2 separate regions of the Mus musculus genome follow, and region 1 is linked to region 2. Evidence: chromatin contacts called from public promoter capture Hi-C data. All regions are on one chromosome and are shown on one strand. The core of a region is the stretch at or near the end of the contact, and the rest is flanking DNA. Distances in the headings are between cores, read along the strand shown.

What was found. Capture Hi-C pulls out chosen DNA fragments and counts their contacts.
Region 1: a contact with region 2 is called in a promoter capture Hi-C map of liver. A contact is called at or near these places in 6 of 39 promoter capture datasets (the C10 cell line, cranial neural crest, hematopoietic stem and progenitor cells and 3 more), 5 of 130 datasets of targeted methods (bone marrow-derived macrophages, double positive thymocytes, embryonic stem cells and 2 more) and 2 of 9 other capture datasets (adipose tissue and liver).

Annotation. Positions count from the first base shown.
Region 1 is chr19:8,768,242-8,774,638 of GRCm38.p6, reverse strand. Tmem223 (transmembrane protein 223) reads right to left here and starts at 3,643. Exons shown (of 2, transcript NM_025791.1): 1 at 3,324-3,643; 2 at 2,164-2,591. The coding sequence starts at 3,630. The coding sequence ends at 2,299. It overlaps Nxf1 (nuclear RNA export factor 1), which reads right to left. Exons shown (of 21, transcript NM_016813.2): 18 at 5,978-6,050; 19 at 5,456-5,638; 20 at 4,319-4,379; 21 at 3,729-4,065. The coding sequence ends at 4,027. It overlaps Tmem179b (transmembrane protein 179B), which reads left to right and starts at 172. Exons shown (of 5, transcript NM_026325.3): 1 at 172-304; 2 at 947-1,134; 3 at 1,215-1,349; 4 at 1,533-1,611; 5 at 1,805-2,117. The coding sequence starts at 209. The coding sequence ends at 1,966. It overlaps Taf6l (TATA-box binding protein associated factor 6 like), which reads left to right. Exons shown (of 12, transcript NM_146092.2): 12 at 1-285. The coding sequence ends at 110. It also overlaps the pseudogene Gm2518.
Region 2 is chr19:9,132,738-9,139,252 of GRCm38.p6, reverse strand. It overlaps Asrgl1 (asparaginase like 1), which reads left to right and starts at 3,687. Exons shown (of 7, transcript NM_025610.3): 1 at 3,687-3,738; 2 at 4,266-4,466. The coding sequence starts at 3,699.

The DNA of each region.
Region 1 (6,397 bases), core at 2,394-4,893, 360 kb after region 2:
GGCCCAGCCCCGCGTCCCGCTACGTGCAGAAGCTGCCCATGATCGGCCGTACCGGCCGCCCGGCCCGCCGCTGGGCGCTCTCCGACTACTCGCTGTACCTGCCGCTGTGAGGTTGCGGCGCCTCGGAGAATAAAGCCACACCCGGAAGTGACGTGTCTATGCTCGTGGGCGGGGCTTGGGTGGTTGTCTTCCTGGTAGCCTGGGCGCCATGGCGCTGCCCTGGTTGCAGCGAGTTGAGCTCTTGCTCTTCACTGCCGCCTTCCTGTGCGGGGCTTTGGCGGCCGCGACGCTGACCCGGACCCAGGTGCGGCTGCGGGGGCGGGCTGGCCTTGGGGTCCAGCAGGCTTGCGTAGGGGGTTGGACAGGGTGACTACACTGGACCTGGGGTTAGAACGTTCCAAAGTTGTTTCCTCTCCAGAGGAACTGGACAAGCTTCCAGTCGAGCTTCATAAGCTACTAGGGTTTTGAGACACACAGGCCGTCTCTGCATCCACCCAGTAATAGGAACATTTGTGGAAAAAAAAAAAAAACAGTGTAGCAGAGAAATCGTGATTGTTAACAAAGTATGTGAAGTGAGGAAACATACAACTGTGTACATTTGAGTCTTGCCTACTGCTGGGTAGTTTTGGTGATAGAATACTTTGAATCACTATAGGAGTCTAAAACACCTACTTTTACAGATTAGTAGAGTTTATTGTTAAGGGACACACAAAGTCAGCGTTTACTTAGAACTCCTACTCACAGAGAAGGGCAAACTTGTGATTTCCCTTAGGTTCCTTATATTTATAGCCTTTTGAATTCGGATCCTTCTGGGCCCTGAGATTTTGTTCCCAGCAGATCCATCAGTCTCCCCGTTCATCTCAACTTGTGAACTAGTCCTTACATATGACAGAAACCTACATCTCGGGTACTGAACTGAAATGGACTTAACAGCTTCTCTCCACAGGGCTCCTTTGGTGGTAACTGTCCCTTGTATGGTGTGGCTGCACTCAATGGCTCCTCTCTGGCCTTGTTAGGTCCCTCAGCCCCTTCCCTCTGCTACTTCGTGGCTGGGGCTTCAGGCATCTTGGCACTCTACTGCCTTCTGCTTCTCTTCTTCTGGGTCTACAGCAGCTGCATCGAAGACTCCCACAGGTGATTGCCCTACTGATGACAAAGGGCCGAGGTTGAGATGAGTCCCACCTCGGCCACCAAGCTTGTTTTCTCTTTCTCAGAGGTTCTATAGGGCTCCGAATTGCTTTGGCCATCTCAGCTACAGCCATCTTCCTGATCTTAGTGTCTGCCTGTATACTTCGATTTGGCACCAATTCTTTCTGCAATTCCATCATCTCCTTGAACCTTACAATTAGGTAACGGGAGAGGGAGGGAAGCCTGACAGGGACTGTCCTTCTGTAGGGGACATGTCAGTCATTTAAGTTCCTACTTTATCCCCTTCCTCTGGCCCTTATCTCTGAGGACACAGATGTGCTTAGAGCATGTCCGTCTCCTCCCCGCCCCTTCTCACAACTTGTTTCTTTAACCTTGTTTCACAGCTGCTCTGAAGCCCAGAAAACCTCATGGACACCTTCAGGAACTGCTGTGCAGTTTTACTCCAACCTACATACTGCTGAAGTGAGACACAGGGATACGCTAAGATTAAGCAACTGTAGCTTAAGCGTGTTCACCATGTAATATGTGCTTGGCTGTACTTCATTCACAAGCTCAAAGTAGCTATGGGGCTTGTCACCTTAGTCTGATCAATGTTGTGTGGGTAGGACTGGATTGGAGCCGGCTTCCCACCTCATACTCCTGTTCTCTTTCACAGACCTCTTCTTGGGTGAATCTGATATTGTGGTGTCTGGCTTTGCTGCTCCAGGCCATGCAGTGCAAGTTTAAAGCCACATCATACCAGCCCCAAGAGAGGGGTGACCAAGAGTGGAGCTCTGAGACAGATGCTCTTGTTGGGCACCACCAGTCTCACTCCTGAAGAATACTCAAGTGCTTTCTACAACCAGAACCTCCATGCCCCAGTGCTTTTAATCCTCTTGTCTCTGTACAGCCCTGTTTATATTAGAAACCTCAGTTTTCTCCTTAAACTTTTTTGTACCAAAATAATATATTACTTTTCTTCATCATGGCATGGATTTCTTGATGTTAAATAGATGAGAGAGAGGACAGAATGATGGCTTAAGTAGGCATGTATCAAGCCTTTTGGAAGAGATTTATTGGCTGTTAGTGAATTCTGGGCACCTTTTTATTGTCCTGGTAGTCTCCTCATCCCTAAGGGTTTTGCATCGTCTGAGAAGGGTAAGCCATTTTTCACAGGCTCCGGTAGGCACCCACAGTGTTATCAAAGAGTTGAGTGTTGGGAAAGTGTCCAGCTTTGTCCAAAAGGAAGTAGAAGCGCCGGCCTTTGACTTTCAGAGGCAGCATAGCAGGAACTTCACCTCTGTGAGCCATGCAGGAAATCTGGTTCAAGGGAACTGTGAAACAGGTACCCAAGCCAAAGGGGGCATAGGTGGTCAATGTCACCTGCTGCCCTCCTGCAAGGAGCATGACAGACCGCACAGATCGGAGTGAGTAGAGGAGACCAGCACCAAGGACCAAGACTCCTGCAGGGAGGCAAAGTGGGGTAAAAGGTTATACAGACACCCCCACCCCCACCCCTTAGAGTCAAATTACTGTAATGGAAGTAACAGTTTTGAGCAATTACACTCTAAAACTCTAAAAGGTTCCTAAATCCTTTTTTTTTTTTTTTTTTTTAAGAAAGGTAGCTAGGCAGTGGTGGTGCACGCAATCACTAGGGAGGCAGAAACAGTTGAATCTCTGACCCAGCCTGGTCTACAGAGTGAGTTCCAGGGCAGCCAGAGCTGAGAAACCGTGTCTTGAAAAAACAGACAGGGTCTATTATTCCATGCTGGCTGCAAGCTTGCTATATGTTCAATAACTTTTAATTTGTGATCTTCTGTCCAAATCCAGATTACATCTGGATGCCATCATATATGTTAGGCAGTGTTGGGTTCTAAACCCTAGACCTCATGCATACTAGGCAAGCAGTCTTAGAAACCAAACTGAGCCACGTCCCCCACCCCATCGACATTTTTATAGATAGCCAGCTCTATTGTTAAACGGAGAAAATGCATTTGTGGCTTCAAAAACCTGCTCGTGGCTAGTATGAGGGGCAGATCTTGGCCTACTGTATGCAGGGTGAGGGTGCAAGGCATTCAGGGACTTTATTACACCGCACCCATATCGTGTGTCCCACTTACTTTTTTGGAAGCCCCTTTTTGCTAAGTGAGCGTTGTGCTCACAGCCCCACAGCAATCTGGAGCCCAAGCGCTTACCCATCGTGCCGCAACCAACAGCCAGCCCGTAGCGCCAGAGTGCGGAGCGCAGGTCCTGGTAGCTCCGGTTCGGAGCCTCCGCAGGTACTCGGCTCAGAGGTCTGGACAAGGCTGCAACAGCCAGGGAGGTCCAGAAGATGCCCTGACCCGCACAAAACAGTCCAAGGATGGCAAAGAAGCGGCCCCGCTCGTGCCGGAAGAGCAGCACATCCCGTGGGACGCCATTTTGCAAATACCGGGGCACATTTTGGGACCGCAGCACAGACAAAAGGTGGCTGACATTCCGCAGCGGCACAGACGCCACCATGGCGGCGCACTTCCGTCTCCGGGGCGGGACTTCCTATCACGGCGAACTTGCCCACCCCTCCTGCATTGAGGGAAACAAGCCAGTAATGGGACACAAACTACAATATCACTCTTTATCTTAAAAAGTAAAGGGAATCCTGGGGTTAAGTACACAGAGCACCTAAGTCCTTCGGGTAGTTTAGTGTCAGCTCTACAAAGTAAGCTTTGGCTTCCTGGCACCATGAGGCTCAATCTTCCGGAAGTCTTCTCTAAGTCTTCCAGAAGGTAGGTGAGGAGGATGAAGCAGCCCTTCCTCCTCAGTCACAGTTACAGGGTGGCCTCGGGCTGGACAGGAGACGGCAGATGACAGCCAGACAATATTATCCAGGGGCTATTTACAAGGGGACTTTTCTTGTGATCATTTCATAAACGCTACTTCTGGAATCTCTCCCTTGGCCTGCAGAAAGATAAAATGTAAGTAGAACCAGGCACCTCTCTCCCACCTTCCCTGCCCAGCTACTGTAGACTCCCTGGCTGTCCTGGCATTCTCTATGTAGACCAGGCTAGCCTCAAACTCAGAGATCTGGCTCCCTCCTTCCTCCCAAATGCTGGATTAAAAGGCAAGTATCACCACACCCAGCCTTCATCTGACCCTTGTTAAAGGCTCAAGAGATCCATTTTTAGCAATAAAAAAAATTCCCATACTTTACCTTGAGAAGAGTGAAGGCCTGAGCAGATCTGGTGTAGTCCCAGTTATTGTCTTGAAGGCACCTAGAGTATGATTAAAATAGGAAGCCACATAAGAACCAAAATGCAGTCAGTCACCAAAATCCAACCTATAGAAAAAGTCACCAATGTTTTTCATTAAGTTTACACAGGGTCACACCACTTGTACAAATGAAACATAAAATGTTTACCAAAAACAACCAACGTGTAGTTTTACACTGGTAGGGAAGGATTTACACGGTTTAAAAACTATGTTCCAGCTGGGCAAGGCTTTTAATCCTATCACTCTGGAGAAGCTGAAGCAGGGAGGTATCTGTTTGAGGTAAACCTGGACTACAAAGTGACTTCCAAGCAGCGAAGGCACAAGTGAGACCCTGACTCAAATATAGAACCATATATAAAAAGACTTTGGTACTAGGTATGCACCTATAGTTCTAGCTCCCTTGGAATGCTCAGGCTCACTGGAATCTAGGACTTGGTAAGGAGTTGAGCCGGGTGTGGTGGCACATGCCTTTAATCCCAGCACTCGGGAGGCAGAGGCAGGGGGATTTCTGAGTTCGAGGCCAGCCTGGTCTACAGAGTGAGTTCCAGGACAGCCAGAGCTATACAGAGAAACCCTGTCTCGAAAAAACAAAAAACAAAACAAACAAAAGCCAAAGATGGCGTGGTGGCACACACCTTTAATCCCGGCAGGCGGATCTCTGAGTTCGAGGCCAGCCTGGTTTACAAAGTGAGTTCCAGGACAGCCAGGGAAAACAGAGAAACTGTCTCAAAAAAAACCCAACCAACCAACAACAAAACTTGGCAGCCAGGTCTGCTGGCTCATGCCTTTAATGCCTTCAAGGCCAGACAAGAGTACATAGTAAGACCGTGTTTGAAAAGGGCTCAGTGGCAGCGACTGTGCAGCATATGTGAAGTCTAGGTCTAATCTGTAATTCCAATTGGGGAAGAGGGGAGCCACAGGTAGCTAGGAAGGGGACAGAAAACCAAATCTTCATTTGTGCTTTAAATATTTAAAAATAACCTATGCAGAATTCTTAGTAGGAATCTTTTTATCAAAGCACTATATAATTCACTGTCAGGCCATCCCCTTGTTCCTCCTATCTATGATCAGCACTCACTTCTGAGACCACTCAAGGTTCATGCCAGACTGGGTAGAAAATGCTTGCAACATTTCCTGCTGTTCTGGGGAAAGCGTGGGTACTGGACTGGAGGAAGGTGTGGGTGCAGACATGGCGAAGGCTCTTTGGATTTCTTCAGGGCTGGCATTCCGCACAAATAATTCATCATTTACAATACATAGCCTTGGAGACAAAAAAAAAAAAATCTTAAATAAATGGACAAATAACCTCACCTTTCTACACTGTCTCTGTTTGCAGATCTGTTTAATATCCACATGCCCCTCTCAAGTTACCTTTTCTCATTTATCCTTGACTATAGACGAGGCGTTTAGGATTATCTTACAAACACACTAGAATTATATACTCACTCTCTAACATACTGATAGTTGTTAGTTACTTAATACACTTCTATTGCTTTTCTGCAATTTCCAAAACTACCTGAGGAATATCTTTACCTTCCAACTATCATATTGCTTTCCTGGCACTGAAAATAGTACCCAAACTGATAAGTTGAGTACGTACCCTGAATTGCTGGCAGGAACAGCAATGAACGTTCTTGTGAAAGCACGTAAAGAATCTCGAGACTTCCCATCCACTGCAATGAGAATGAGCAATGGCTCCTTATAGTCACTCAAGCTCCATCTTCACAATCATCATTTACATCATGGTATTTGATACAAAGAACCCTAACTTGGCCAGTTGGTTACTTGGTCATAAGGGAACAGAGGTAGGAGAAAGGGACATATCAGGGCAGGGGGGATGGTAACAGAACTTGCTGTGTGCTCTAGGAAGTGAAACAACTTAGAAAGTGTTAGCCTATGGCCTGGCAAAGTGTCTCAAGTCATTTCACTACCTGAAGTATCACTGTGCAAGAGTATTATGAAATCATCTAACAAAACAGAAAAAAAAGAATGCATGACTCAAAGGTACAACTTTCCCAGA
Region 2 (6,515 bases), core at 2,438-4,937:
AATATGCTGAGCTACAAAGCCAGCTTGAATTTGATGATCATATCTTGGCATCTTAGTTAGGGTTTTACTGCTGTGAACCATTGCAAGTCTTATAAGAACAACATTTAATTGGGGCAGCTTACAGATTCAGCATTTCAGTCCATTATCATTAAGGCGGGAGCATGGCAGCATCTAGGCAGACACAGTGCAGGAGGAACTAAAAGTTCTACATCTTCATCTGAAGGCTGCTAGCAGAATACTCCCTTCCAGGCAGCTAGGGTGAGGGCTTATAGCAGACACAGTGACATACCTACTCCAACAGGGTCACACCTTCTAATCGTGCCACTGCTTTGGCTGAGCATATACAAACCATCACACTTGGCGTTATGTTGTTTAGCAGCTTTAAATGCTTGGGATAAAGTTGAAGAATCAGGAAAGAGATATTAGTCATTTACTAGAATTATGCAAGGCCCAAAAGAAACTCTCAATGGTTTTTTTGCAAAGATTGATTTCAGCAGTAAATAGATTAATATCAGAATCAGAAGTTAGAAAAATACTGATTGGAACTTTGGCTTTTGAAAATGCTACTTCAGAATGAAAAAGAGAGATTAAACCTTTAAAGGAAAGAGCAGTACCAATATAGGAATGGGTTAGAAATACAGCTGATACTGGATCTCAAGTTTATGATGCTAATCTGATAAGAGAAGTAATTTCTAAGTTTTATGAAAAATAAAAATGGCAGATGTTTTAGTTATCATAAGCAGGGTCGTTTGAAAAGGAATTGTAGGCAAAGCATTCCTAGAAACAATGTGGTTTTGGGGGTTTTTTTGGGGGGGTGGGTTTTGGGTTTTGGGTTTTTATTTTTGGCTCTTTTAGGAATAATCCAAAAAGAAGGTCTCAACCTTCAGGAGTATATAGAAATTGTGGCAAAGGCCAGCACTGGACTAACAAATGCAGATCAACAAGGGATAAGCAAAGTAACCCTTGGCCATCAAGGACATGCACAAGAGGGCCTCTCGAAGACCCTGATATAAAATTTGATTTAATCATTCCCTCTCAGCATCAGAGAAACTCAGCCACAGAGCAATTAAAAGATTTAATGCCTATTGTTTAAAACAACACTTCTCTGGGTAATCAAGGTCAAAACACCTTTAGTGGCTAAAACAAAAAATTCAGGAGAGATCAAAAGCAAGTGTTTTGGCAAACTACTATAAATGATCAGAGACCTAAGCTGAAAATACAAATAAATGGCATTGAAATTGAAGGCTTAGTAGACATGGGAGCAGATGTATCAATAATTTCACCAAAATCTTGACATCCAGATTGGCCTTTTCAGGGGGTAAATGTTAGAACTTTATCTCAGGTGAAACAAAGATGGATGGAGTGTATAGGGCCAGAAGGATAAATAGATAAATTAAAGTCATGTGTGGCTACTATAGCCAAGAATTTATAAAAGTGTGATTTACTGAAGCAATGGAAAACACAGATTAACATTCCTCCAAACTCAGAAATAAACCATAAAATAAAGAATGCTTCTGAGAAGAGTATTGTAAAATATTATCAAGAACAGTCACAGTCTGTCCAGGTTGTCAATAAGCAGGACAGGAATATAAGAATTACAATGATTCAAATTTTTAAAGCGGCTTGGGAAAGACAGGCTGAAATTCAAAATGAAAGTCTTCTATGGTCTAAAAATAAATACATGTAAACTTTGAATATATATAGAGGGAGTAGGAGAAATAGGTGTATTTATCCATTAAGGTATATTTAGTTTCAAGTTTTCAAAAGAATTTCTTATTTCAATTGAAATGTATTTTTTTCTATTACCAGAAAGCATTTTACCCTAGAAAAGATATAACCTGCAAAAAAAAAAAAAAAAAAAAAAAAAAGGAAGGGAGAAAGTCCAGGCCTGTCCTCTCTCCTGCTCAGTCATTGGCTGGTCAACTCTTATTGACAAATCAGAGACTAAATGGGGAGCAATGCTTATGCAACACTGAAGCAGAAGATACTTAGAATAAGCATTACAATGCCCTGTCTGGATTGCAACTAGATATGGGGACAGAGAAATCAGCTTTTGAATAATAGAAGGATAATCTTTACACGGTATACAATAAAAATTATGCCTACAAGGTTCAACTACATAGTAAGTTTGAGGCCAGAGTGTAATGTATGAGACCATCTCAATTTCTTTTTAACTAGAGCAAATTCAAACTCCTCTCTATAGCAGAGCCACTCTTAGAGCCTCACATTCTGATGTAAAGTCTCTCGAAGAAAGAGAAAGGGGTGAAGATATCACTAGTGGGAAAGCATAGAATACTGTGGAAGGAGGTGGACAGGCAACCAAGACTGGGTAATACCAGACCTGATGCTCTGGTTTCCAGAATCAAAGGCTGGTCCCTTCTCCAACATCTCTTTTGCATATGATCTTTCTTCAAGCAGAAATCTCTAATTATGTAGCAAATAAACACAATAAATGAAACCCACCCCAATGAGGACAAGACAAATCTACTCAAACCTTGCTAATGCAAAGGAACCAACCAGCCACTGGTTTTGGTAGAGACTCAGAAGCAGGCAAACGGGTAGGAAAGGGCTCTATGGGGAAACAGGCTGTGTCCTGTTTGGATGCTCTTGGCCTAGGGAAGCTAGGGATAGACTAACTAGAAAAGATGGCCCTTTGTGATGGTTAGGGGAATCAGATACAACTTTTCTCTAGTTGGTGGTAAGATGGAAACAAGAAAAAATATTAGGAAAATTGGCACTTACCCACCGGGTCCTGACCATTTGAAGCCATCTTTATTGAGGTTTATTGAGGTCTACAGAAGTAATGGTTGGGAAGTCTTACACAAGGTCAGCCCTTTTCATTAACATATGAGCCTGGGTTGCCCCACCTTAAAGAGAGAAGGACTTGCAAAATGAAAGTCTATCTTTGACACCAACTCATCTAGCCAATAAACAGTACAAAGCGATTGATAACGAAAATAAAATATTGCTTCAGTAAATTTAAAATTAGAAAACAAAGGTTGTGAGAAAAAAACAAACTCATAATTCAAGTAAAATTGCTTTACATAATAAAGCAGGGCATTCTTCCTAGGTGTCACTGCTACAGAAACCTGTAGATGTCACTGGCATCTGTTCTCCCTCTTTGACTATCAGAACAAAACTAGACTCTAGGATCCCTTTGGTGAATACGAAGTGTTTGGTCTTCTACCCCTGCCGCCACAACTGCTGGAAGCAAGGAAAGAAGAAATGTCAACAAAAAGAGGGCACTGAGAGATGAAAGGATTTAGAGCTGGCATCCCTAGACTTAGAGGAGGAGAGGAGCTGGGATTTCTGGGCTCTCAGAGTGTCTAATGAACAGAATCTGTCAAATTAGAGGCAGAGGTATACTTTATTTTCTTCTCTTCCGAAAGATTAAGATGGGGAACTTAAAGGGAAAAGGTTTTAATGTAGCATTCTAACTAGCAAGACTTAAGAGCATGCGATAATTTCAAGGCAAAGGAGACAAAGGGTCCCGCGTGCTACTAGGGAAGTAGAAAAGCAATGTTATTCTAGATCTGGAGTCCCGGAAGGCTGGTGCGCAGCGCTAGGGACCCCGGGGCTTTACGGTAACTCAGCAGCGCCCCGGGCCCCCACCCTCGTGCGCAAGCGCGGAACCGTTGCCTGCAGAGCGGTTGCAGGCGGAGCGGTTTGCTGCCTGGTGGCTTGGCCAGTTTGACATCATGGCGTGCGCCCGCGGCACCGTGGCGCCGCCAGTCCGAGGTATGGGAAAAGAAACAAGAACAAAAATGTAGGATTTACCAGAGACGAGGAGCTCAGGTCCGAAGGACGTGGGGAAGTCCAGTCCTCAGGGTACCCCGGACCCTAGGTGGAGTGAACTGGAACAGAGAGCACGGACCCCGGGAAACTGAGGCACAGAGAGATTCCTGGGAGGAGGGCTGGAGCTCTGATACATGCGACCTCAGTACTGGCGCCGAAATAGAGGCTGGTGTTCTCTGGGGAAACTGAGGCTGAGGGGTAGCGCTGTGGCACAAGCGCAGGCTCGGAGTCTTGACACCAGGCTTTCTGAGCCACAGATGCCCCTGCCAGGTCGGAGTGGGAGAGCATGGGGAGGAATGCTGGGAGGCTTGGGTCGCTTTGGGGTTTTGTAACAAAACTCTCACTGAGCGGGGGGGGGGGGGGGGGGGGGACGGACGACACTGAACGGAAACAACTTTGACGCTGCTGCTCACTTGAGTTGGTTCCCTTGGACCGGTACAAAATGACACTCGCCTCTTCCTGATGCCTAGCCTCCATCGATGTGAGTCTCGTGGTGGTAGTCCATGGTGGCGGAGCAAGCAACATCTCAGCCAACCGGAAAGAGCTGGTGCGCGAGGGCATCGCCAGAGCGGCAACCGAGGGCTACAAAATCCTCAAGGCGGGAGGGAGCGCGGTAGATGCTGTGGAAGGAGCCGTGACTGTCCTGGAAAACGACCCAGAGTTCAACGCAGGTAAATTATGCTTGCCAGGTGAATAATGCCAAATCGGAGCAAGTTCCTGTCCACACCGACGCGGTATCCTTCAGTCTGACTGGCTTTGTGGTCAAATAATACTCTAGAGCAAGATGCAGTGCTGAATTTCCTCATTTTGCACTAAGCAACTTGTTTTGAGAATTTTTTTTAAGTCTGTTAATTCGCCTTTTATATAGCCTGCCCCCTAAGAATTCAATACTAAAAGCCAGGCATCTTGTTGGAGAGCCCTCCATAGCCTGAAACCATCTTCAAGCCTCAGCCTTCCAAGTGCTGGCTTTACAGGTGTAGACTTTTGGTATTTGTGGGTCTTGAGGTAGACTCTACATACCATAAAATGTAGCCATTTCGGCTTTGAGACCTGTGTGTACATTCCCTCCCTCTACCCCTCTGCATCTGTGTGTTTTCTCTGCCTCCCCCAAATTAAGCTCAAAAATCTTGAAACAGATGCTGGGAGAATCTTTTATTATAATATCCGGTCCCTGCTAAACAGTAAAGTCACTAATCATCTTCTGACTAGAAAATTGACTCTGGATAGGTCTCTAGGTGGAGACTGATCATTTTACAGACCAAGCCCTAAGTGGGAATTTGAGATTTACAGCCCCTCTCATCTTCTAGAAAAGAAAAAGGGGCCCCCACAATGAAGCAATCCAAAAACTATCCCTGAATTTTGGGGATGGGAAAAACCTCCAAATTGGTGAGTATGGTCGTATGCCAGTCCCAGCTCCACAGCAAAAGTGGGCCCAATACCCAGCACCCTTCCAGACCCTGCCCGGTGTTTGTTCATCTCAGTGTTGAACTGCCTCCTTTATATGACACACTAGTAAGACATCTGAGTCTGTGAACTGCTCTAGAAAAGGAAGCCCTAGCAGGAGACTGGCTTGCAGTTGTCTGGCAGAAATTATAGAGAAGCTACTATTTAAAAATTGGCATCTGAAGTAAGGAAGCATTCTTGTGGGAGAAAACCCCTTAGTCTGATGTGGGATCAGACTCTTCAAGGCAGCTAGTGTCAGAAGGTCAGTGTCTGCCAGAGCATGATGTGGGGAGGGGACTCCCACATCACTGTCAGAAGGGAGGTGCTGAGAGAAGCCCCAAAGCTCTTTCCCACTCCTTCCTTCAGAAGAAATGAGTTTGTGTTTCCGAAAAGTCATAGAAATGCAATCAGAGTGAATTATTTTGTGTTTGGCCATGTTCTAGGAAAATAATTGTCATAATGTGTCTACAAGACCCAGGTAGCAGTGGTCTAAGAAATTCAAAAGACTGTACTCTCTAGTGCTGTAAAGTAAGCATAATTATTTTGTTTATCTATCAGAACACTGCTGATTAATTTACTGGGCAAACATTCATTTCTTTTGTTTTAAAATAGAAACCCTAAGATCTTAAGATTAAAATGCTTTTTAGAACTGTACCACCATCTGTCTTGGGGAAAAAAGTTTCAGGCTATCTTAACCAATTAACCATCACATATTTATTTTCCCAGAGGGTCTTAGCAGAGGCTGCTGAGATACTGGGATACCTCAGCTGGAAACAGCAGATGGGAAAGACAGTCCAGGCAGATATTCTGCTGTTACCAGTCCCACTTCGGCAGCTCAACCTCTTGACCTCCTTCTTTACAGCATCACTCATCTTTAGGCATCTGAAAGTGGGAGACAAGCAGAGAGACCGCCATGGGGAGCTGTTTTCTCTGTCTCCTAGCCTTTGTCAGGCACTCTGATACTTACTGAAAACTCTTGTAAGTTAATCTGTCTGTGGACTGAGGCATTTGAGTTCACTTTCAGGGTTGTTTCTAGACTTCCGGACAGACTACACTTCCAGAACCTTTCCTTGAAGAGGCTGGTTCGGTTAGGTCTCTGGTGACCTCTAACCTAAAAGGATCCCTCCTGTGACGGTCCATAGCCTAACAGGGTCCCTCCTCCACACTAGTTGAGGCAGTGCAGATCAGGGAACTTCTGCAGTTGCTCCCCAAGGTTGCCTCACTGTGGGTCTCCCACTTCCAGATGCCTAAAGATGAGTAGCCTGGACTCTGTCTTT